Regions from separate parts of the Sus scrofa genome. Here region 2 is linked to region 1. The links are chromatin contacts, called in public promoter capture Hi-C maps. All regions are on one chromosome and are shown on one strand. Each heading gives the region's core, a stretch centred on a gene start, on an enhancer-like site or on the middle of the called end of the contact. The rest is flanking DNA. Distances are from core to core; before and after follow the strand shown. Region 1 overlaps PPP6R3 (serine/threonine-protein phosphatase 6 regulatory subunit 3). Region 2 holds the start of PPP6R3 (serine/threonine-protein phosphatase 6 regulatory subunit 3).

Evidence for each region. Promoter capture Hi-C pulls out the DNA fragments that hold promoters and counts their contacts.
Region 2: a contact with region 1 is called in a promoter capture Hi-C map of liver, with 4 times the contacts expected there. The contact joins the promoter of PPP6R3 here to the enhancer-like site in region 1. A contact is called at or near these places in 1 of 5 promoter capture datasets (liver), 8 of 47 Hi-C or Micro-C datasets (embryonic fibroblasts, fetal heart ventricle, heart right ventricle and 2 more) and 1 of 2 datasets of contacts at active chromatin or transcription factors (skeletal muscle).

The regions. Positions count from the first base shown.
Region 1 is chr2:4,470,906-4,475,116 of Sscrofa11.1, reverse strand. PPP6R3 (serine/threonine-protein phosphatase 6 regulatory subunit 3) reads left to right here. Exons shown (of 26, transcript XM_021082696.1): 3 at 2,137-2,202. The coding sequence starts at 2,146. Among named protein-coding and RNA genes, the nearest start is that of PPP6R3, 50 kb to the left of the region's middle. Within about 2 kb of position 2,461, at least 5 of the 83 cell types and tissues checked have an H3K27ac peak or open chromatin away from gene starts, as enhancers often do. A contact at or near this core is called in liver, where this site is marked.
Region 2 is chr2:4,521,596-4,525,806 of Sscrofa11.1, reverse strand. It overlaps PPP6R3 (serine/threonine-protein phosphatase 6 regulatory subunit 3), which reads left to right and starts at 2,386. Exons shown (of 26, transcript XM_021082696.1): 1 at 2,386-2,517. TRNAA-AGC (a tRNA gene) reads right to left here and starts at 1,902; the gene lies at 1,830-1,902.

The DNA of each region.
Region 1 (4,211 bases), core at 1,212-3,711:
AACCTCCATATGCCGCAGGAGCATCCCAAGAAAGGGCAAAAAGACAAAAAAGCAAACAAACAAAAAAACCCCAAAGTATGGAAATACTTGTGTTCAGTTTTCTGTCATACAGATCTACTAATGAGAAGAATGGAATTCTTTTTCTAGGGGGATAACATTTCATCTAAGTGGTATTTAAAGTTAGAATCTCCCTCTCATTAAAAATCTATTTGTGGAGAGTTCTCTGATGGCCTAGTGGTTTGAGGCTCCTGTGTTCTCACCACTGTGGCTCTGGTTGCTGCTGTGTGGCATAGGTTCATTCCCTGGCCCAGGAATTCCCACATACTGCCTGTGTGGCAAAAAAACAAACAAACAAAAAACACAAAAAACAAAAGAGAAAAGAGAGAACCTGAGATAAAAAATGAGAGAACCTGAAATAAACATTGCAACTCGCATTTAAAAAAAAAAAAATCTCTTTGCCGAGTTCCTGTCTTGGCTCAGCAGAAATGAATCTGACTGGCATCAGTGAGTACACAGGTTCGATCCCAGGCCTCAATCAATGGGTTAAGGATCCGGCATTGCCATGAATTGTGTAGGTTGCAGATGTAGCTCAGATCCTGCATTGCTGTGGCTGTGGCTGTGGTGTAGGCCGGCGACTGCAGCTCCAATTGGACCCCACATGCCGTGGCTGTGGTTCTAAAAAGACCAAAAAAAAAATCTGTTTGCAAATGTCGTCTGATCTTCCCAGTGCCGAGCTGTGGTAAGGTTTTACATGTTTCGTCTTCGAAAGTGTCTTTATACACACAGGTACCGCCACGTTCTGTCCTCAGCCCACAGACACACATGGTTTCAGTTGAGCGTGTTCATCTATCTCTTGGTGGGCGCGAGGCTCTTCTGGAATCCGCTGGAGTCTTTCTTCCCTTCCGCACGCCCTGCATTGCGGGTTAGTCCTCTCCAGCTGAGGTCGGGGGAAAGCCTTCATTCCCTTGATCACTAAGGGGACTTGCACTTCACACTCGGCATTCCTGAAAAACGTGTTTAACTCTAGTTTGGAAATACATTGACTGCACTTTGTATGGGAATGGGAGTTTCACTTCGTATTTTAACTTCAGATAGCGCTTCAGCAAAGGTGAATGTCCACAGCCATTCCTGTTCCATAGCAGTGGTTGAGGGCTGTGTTTCTCATTCTGAAAAACTGCAGAATTTTTGGCCCTAAGCTCCAAAAAAATAGCTAAAAACTTGACCCCTGCTAAGCCATTAAGCTGCAGTTTGGTAGGACAAGTCAGGAGACAGAGATGGCTGAGCAGGTGAAGTTCACTGCTGACATTGCCGGTCCAGTGGCTAATGAGGGATCAAAACCTAAAGCAAAACAAAACGAAAAAGCCAAGTACCTGCTGACGAAAACAGAGAGAATAACCATAAGCTTTAAATACTTCGCCTATTCACTAGTTTTGTGAATTTGTCCAGTGAAGCCTTTTTTTCCCTTCTACACGCAGTTTTACCACCATCAGTCATCTGCAAGTCATGGCAGATTCTGTTGCGTGTATTAGTGATTTCGTCTTTTCTCAGCTTCTCTGAAAAAGAAAGAAAAAACAAATACATGGCCGGACTTCCCTCTCTCGGCCTTTGTCGGCCTACAGCGTCTGTTGAAAATGTACTTGCCACAGCTTAAGTTTCCTCTCCTCTGCTGTTTCCGACTTCGATTCAGAATGCTTTGTTTCTCTGTACTCTTTAATCTTGGATATAGCTGTTTAATGTACCTTTATCTCTAAAAACACTGGCTCCTTCTTTGCTTCTGCAGCAAGCCTGCACCGCTCTGCCGTGTATTCACACATGGCTCTTTTAGACCTGGCCTTGTGTTGCCTAAGCCTTTCTCAGTGCCTTCTGAAAGGCTCTTTCTTCTCGCCAACAGGACCCTCTCCCGTCTCTGAATCTCCAGAGCTCCTGGCTCTACCGTGTTCTTCAGTGCTTGCAGGTGTAGTTCTCCTGGCGAAGTAGTTTTTGCTTCTGGATCCCTGGCTCAACCCTACCAATCTCATAAGGCCCAGCTTAGGCCTTGTCTATAATGAAGCCTTTTTGCCAGGCTCCCCTTCCTTGAGCTCCCTCTCTACACGACAAGCTTGGAGTTAATGCCTTTCATTTTCTGTATTTTCCCAGTTGTGTTGCATGCACCCTGGAAGGAGGTGGCCCCATTTATCATGTTACTCTGTGCTCCTCAATGCGGTGCGTATTAAATGGTTTCGGCTCCCTGTTTACTACTCTCAAAGGAAAGCTGAAATTTCAAAGAATTTACAAATTAAAATTGGGAAAGAGTCCGGAACAGCTGGATGGTAGAAACCTGACTGCTTTTGATTTGTTCTGTGGACGAAGCAGTTGCAGAGCAAATACAGTGAGACTGGCTCTGCGTTTGTATTGCCCTTGCCTCTAGAGAAACCCGTTGTCTCCGACAGACACTGTGCTCACTGACTCGAATGGTCTGGCCTTTGGGTTGGGGGTGGGGGGCGATGGTGTGGAACGGATTCCTTTGCTAAAAGCGGAGACGCCGCTCTGGGTAGACTTTCTGGTCCTTCGTGAGCCTTTCCCTTAGCCCTTAAAGAGAGCTGCCTTCTGAGGCCAACTCTCCGTCCTCCTCTGCTTTCCACGTTTCTGCCTCTTCCGCCTCTCGGTGTGAAAATTACGTTTGCCTGGGCATTGAGCTCTGCTGTTAGGGGAAGAGTTTATTGTTCGCTTAACCCAGAGCAGAGTGACTGCATTCTCCTGTGTAGAGATACTTTCCTCGCGGTCCCCTTCCTAGTGGCGTGTGGCTTTCAGTGTACAGAGTAAGCAACCACCAACCCTTCTAGAGCCCAACAGGCTCCCGTTTTGGTCTTGCCAGATGCCACCCAGGTGTCCTGCATACCTGAATCCAAGCCCAGGGGTCCTGGGACTCCAGGTGTCTGGACACTGGCAGTAGTAGGTGAGCCAGTAAGAGCAGCCTTTCAGCAGCTCAGTTAGTTCCGTGCATCCTGTTCCCAGGCAGAGGTGTGGGGTACATGTGCCTGCTGCTTGTAGAATAAGCAAGTTGTTTTGCATTTAAATGGCGTCCATGAAGACTCAGTTACCTCCAGGATGAGTGGGGAGCTTAGTTTTTGTTTTTGACATTCATCAAACATAAATGTTTCCCAGCATGTTTGAGTGGCTTAGGCTTTTTTTCCTTCTTCATGATATTTTTTGGATTTTTTTTTTTTTTTTGCTTTTTAGGGCCACTCCCACGGCATATGGAGGTTCCAGGCTAGGGGTCGAATTGGAGCTGTTGCCACCAGCCGCAGCCACAGCCAACGCCAGATCCGAGCCACATCTGCAGCCCCAGCCACTGCAAGCTGAGCCGCTGCAGTTGGATTCTTAACCCATCGCGCCATGCGAAATGCCCAGAAACTGTTTTCGTAAGACCCCTCGCCGTTTCCCTGCCCACGAGAGCGTGGGAAGTGCTGGCGTAAAGCTCACTGATTTCCGAGGTGAGTGTGCCGACTGCCCCGGGGCTCCCGGTTGTTGAGGGCCTGTGCATTCCAGCTGATCCCTGGCCTCCTCTCAGTTCCTCACAGGCAGTTTGCTTGGTGAGGATAATGAGGCTTTGAGAGGGGAGTGGTTTTCCTGAGGCCCCAGGGCCAGGCGCTTGTGGAGCTGGCATTGGAATCTGGGTCTCTTTAGGGCTTAATCGTCCTAATAAGATTTGAGGAGAAAATGATGTTTATTTGATGAAAGCAGGGGGTTGTAGGCGGTTTACATGAACCGCAGTTGGGCCCTGGGGACCACACTCTACCAGCAGTGCCCTGGCGGATTCGATCAGGGGACTGGCGGGCTTCCTGTGCGTCTTGCCCACGATGTATGAACCGCATGGCTGTTCCTGTCCCGTGTCACAGACAGGGTAGCACCTTTTCTTACAGGGTGTCACTGCTTTTGAAATAAAGATACTGTGGCCTAGATTTTGCTTTCAAGAGGGAAGCATATTTTAGTCATTTTTGAGGACCTTTCATTAAAGTTATTGAGCCAAGAGGAGCAGGCTTATGGGTCCCTAGGTCCTATTGTATGCATGTGTGGTGGTAATTTTCACTTGTATCTTAAGTTACAGGGAAGGCAGAGCATGGCAGAGGTTGTCCTCTGTGGAGTCAAGAAACAGTTAACTCCTGCCCACATACTCTTCAGCCTTTTTGGAGAAAACCTGATTTTCAAGCTGTCTGATCCAACTTAGAAAA
Region 2 (4,211 bases), core at 1,137-3,636, 51 kb before region 1:
ATCACCTGGACCTGGTCCTCCAGCTGGTGAGCCTCCCCTGCCACCTGCTCCTGCACTCCGCCCTCCCCCCCCCCCCGCCCCTGCCCAGTCACCTGTATTTGGGTCCCTCCCCCTCCCCCTCTGCACCAAGCACTTAGTCTCCATCTTGGTGGCTGTGTGGCCTTGGGCGAGGCACCAAGCCTCTCTGCGCAGCAGAATCAATGCACCCAACTTCTGCCCCTGGTGGCTGCCTCCCTAGAGGCCCAGTACCCTTTACAGGATGGACACAAGTTGGTAGATCACCAGCACTTTACAGATAAGACCTGGACAGCCAGGGAGCTCAGGTCGCCCAGCTGAGGTCACTCAGCCAGTGTGGGCCACAGCCGAGGTCTGAATGCTTTCAGGGTCTCAGTTACCTAACACATAAATGGGGTGATGCTCCTGTTCTGGGACTACCAGCAACGAACTCCTTCCAGAACTTCTGCCTCTAGCCACAGGCTCTGCGGAAGGAGTGAGCTGGGGGAGGGGCCTGTCCACCCAATTCCAGCTGGGCTCCCATTTTCTCTGCCTTTGGCTTCGGCGCTCAGAGAACCTGAGTCGGTGGGGTGGAGGGAGCCTCCGGCCTGGGCAAGTGGGGTGCAGAGAACTGCGTCTGGAAGGCAGCCCAGTGGCCAAAACTGCTGGTGTGGCCATCCGCTACCCCCAGTGGCCAAGCTCTGTCACATGTCTCAGGCCTGGGAGGTCCTCTGGGGAAGCCCCACAGGGAGCCTGTCTCCCCTCCCTATTTTTAGTCTTTTTAGGGCCTCACCTACAGCATGTGGAAGTTTCCAGACAAGGGGCTGCCAGTGTATGCCACAGCCACAGCCACACCAGATCCTTAACCCACTGAGTGAGGCCAGGAATAGAACCAGTGTCATGCATCCTAGTCGGATTCTTAGGCCCCTGAGCTACAACAGGAACTCCCTGCCTCCCCTCCTTGGGCCTGAGAGGCCATCTCTGCCCAAGCCAGTGTCACGGGAGAGACCTGCTGGCAGGCAGACCTCCCTGCCCCGAGCCCTCATTCTGACTCTCCCCTGAGCACCGGTGCTGGTGATTTCCCCCTAGGCAGGGTGGCACTGGTCTCAAGGCCCGGAGACCCGGTCACTTCGGACACTTCCTCTCCCGCCCCGTGTCTCTCTCAGAACAACCCAACCTGTTCCAAGGCCCCACCTTGGGGTCTCAGGTCTCCGGGAGTTAGCGCAGAGCTCTGCTCTCGCTGTCCTGAGGGTCGGATTGCCTCCGGCTCAGGAAGACCCCACCACTCTGTGACTGGAGGAGTCTGACGTCAGAGCCGGGACCCTCTGCTCCCCACGCACCCCCGCAGGCTGGGCATAGACTAAGTGCACACTAGGGCTGCCCACGAGCACTAGTGCCCCTAGCACTCTCTCCCCCGCAGCGGGCCCCGCAAGCCTCCCCCCACCGCATGCAGTTGATTTACACGTGACCATACACGGCGTTTTGCCGGCTTTTAGGAAGGAGGCCGCATCTCCAAGCGTCGGCTCTCTCTGGGGTGGCTCTCTTTAGGAGCAGGGGGCGGGGGGAGATGGCTGAGTGGGCTGTCTCGGGGAGGGCGGGGAGTGGCAGGGCGCCAGAGGAGAATTTTGGGAGAAGCTCGCGTGTCAATCCTTCCGCAAGGCAAAACGAGGACTCCTATCTTCCCGCAATCTGGTCCCTCGCGGAGGCTGGGGAGTCGGCGTAAGCTGTATGGGACTCCCCACCTTCACTCTGATAGACTCCCAGTGCGGGCACCCAGGGAAAGGAGCGTGACTTTGACCAGGAAAGTCCCACACCCCCCTTCTAAAAGTCTACAGTGGAGAATGCGGGCATCGATCCCGCTACCTCTCACATGCTAAGCGAGCGCTCTACCACTTGAGCTAATTCCCCAACCCTGGCTAATTTCCGCCGCCGAAACACATTGTGGCTCACGTCATCACCGGTTTCCTTCAGGCCCTCGGGCCCGCCTGCCCGCCCTCCGGTCTTGGTACCCCATTGGTTCCCTTGCAGTTCCCATCTCTATGGCCATGATTGGTTTGGCTCATTTTAGTTTTAAAAAGCATTGGCTATCGGATTGGTGGTCCGAAGCGTCGGTCAAGCGGAGGCCCTGCTGTTGCTACGGCGTAGGGGGACCCAGCCAGGTTTCTCTCGGTTTCTGATTTGTTTCTCCAGACTCCCGGGTCCTAGAGGTTCCGGAACCGTCAAGTCCATGGGAAAAGGATGAGCCCCTCTCGCTTGACTGACGAGGTCTGCCAGCCAATCGGCGTGCGTGCAACGGGGCCGCAGGGTGATCCAATAGGTTACAGGGGGCGGGAGAGGGAGGCCAATGAGCGCGGGACTGGGGGCGGGGCCAGGGCCATGATTGGCCGTGAGGCGGCCGGAGGGAGGGCGGGGGGAACTCAAGGCCTGCTTGATACGTCCGCCATTTTGGGCGCTTCGCTGATGGTGTCGGTGAGCGCGTTTCCCGCCTGAGCGCAACTAGCGGCGAGTCGCGGGCACCTCCAGGTAATGAGGGGGAGGGGGCGGCGGAGCGGGCCGTCGCGCGGGGTGCGCGGCGCGCGGGCGGCGGGGCGGCCCCTCCGCCCGGCCTCGGCGGCGCGGGGAGGGAGCGTCCCGGCCCCCTCCCCTCCCCCCCGGAATTCGCCGCTCCGCGGCCGGGGAGGCGCGGCGCCCCGGCTCCGGGGCCGTCCCCGCCCGCGCCTGTCAGCCGCCCGGCTCGCCCGCTGCGGGCCGCGGGGGCCGCGCCGGGCCGGGCGCCGAGGCGGGACGAGGGCCCGGCGGCGAACTTTGCGCCCGCGCGGACGTCCGCGGCCTGGCGCGGCGGCGACCGGGCGCGCCCCTAGCCCGGCGGGGCCCGCTCCGCCCCGGCCGGCGGCCCCGAGCGCCGCCCGCCGGCCCCGGAGAACTTCGCTGGGCGCGGGCCCCGGAGCGTGTCAAGTTAAGGCGGCCGCTCGCCGGAGCCTCGCGAAGGCCATTGTTGGACTCCGCTCTCCGGGAAACAAGTTCTGTGGGTTTCTGCTCCTTCGCCGCAGAGTCATCGGAATACGCAGAGCCGGGCCCGGAGTATTTAAATCTCCTTCCGAGCGATTTTTTTTCCACTCCGGTGCTGCGACTCCAGCGTAGACCTGGTCGCGAAGGTCTCCCTGGCGAATATGAGCTTGCGGGGGGCTGGGGGGTGGTCCTTCTTTCGGCAGCAAGAACCTCCCTCTTAAAGAAGCTCTCTCGCCGTTAACTTGGAGGGGTTTCCTCCTCCGTCCCGCCTGCTCTCGGCACAACTTGGACCCTTGGTTGTGCGTAGACCGAGCGAGTCCTTGGAGGTCCCTGTGTGTCCTGACGTCTCAGCCTCAGAGCTTCGTGCAGTGCTCTCGATTCTTACTTTCTCCGTGGGTCGGGTCGAGCTTTGTTTATATTTTGCTTTTATGGGAGGGGCACTTTCGTCCTCGCCGCACTTGTTAACGAGGCTCTTGTCGTATTTTGTGAACGGGAGGCTTACTTGGGTTTTGTCCTCAAGGTCAAGTTGCAGGTAGGCAGCCAGTGGGAAAGCGAGTCCAGGTTTCCAGCCGCTGGAGTCTCCTAAGTGGTGCTGGTGCCTGCGCTCTCTTTGCTCTCGAGTTAGACTGCCTGGTTTCACATCTTGGCTTCATCACTTTCTTCACTGCTGCTTCTGTAACTGTGTCTGCCTCCTGAGTTTGCCAGGAGTAAATGAGTTAATACGTGTAAAGCAGCTACAAATGGTGCCTGGCACGAAGAATCAGCTTAGAAATTAATGGCTATTATTAGGTTTGATGTTTTAAATATTTATATACCATTAGGAAGGTAAATGAGTGTTTTCAGTCCTGGCTTTGGGCGAGTGTCTTTAGAAAGGTCTGTGTATTTAGAGTCATTTGGGCTGAGACAGTGACCTGGAAGTGTATTGTAATTTTTTTCAGGGGAGGAGTGGTTGAAGATTCGTTAAGTTGCAAACGTTTCCTGGAGTAATGAGCCCTGGTGCTTCAGAATGGTTAGTTTCAGAGATGGTTAAATAGGGAAAAGCTCCCCAGGAGCTCCAGTTGGATTCTCTTCCTGCTGTACTTTTGGATACTACTTCTGAAGTGTGATTGGCCCCCAAATCAATAGCTCCCGAGCTTCTCAGGGTACTCTTGGTTCTTACCGAGGCTCGGGAGGTTCCTGTGTGTTGAACTTCACTGTGTATGTGCTTC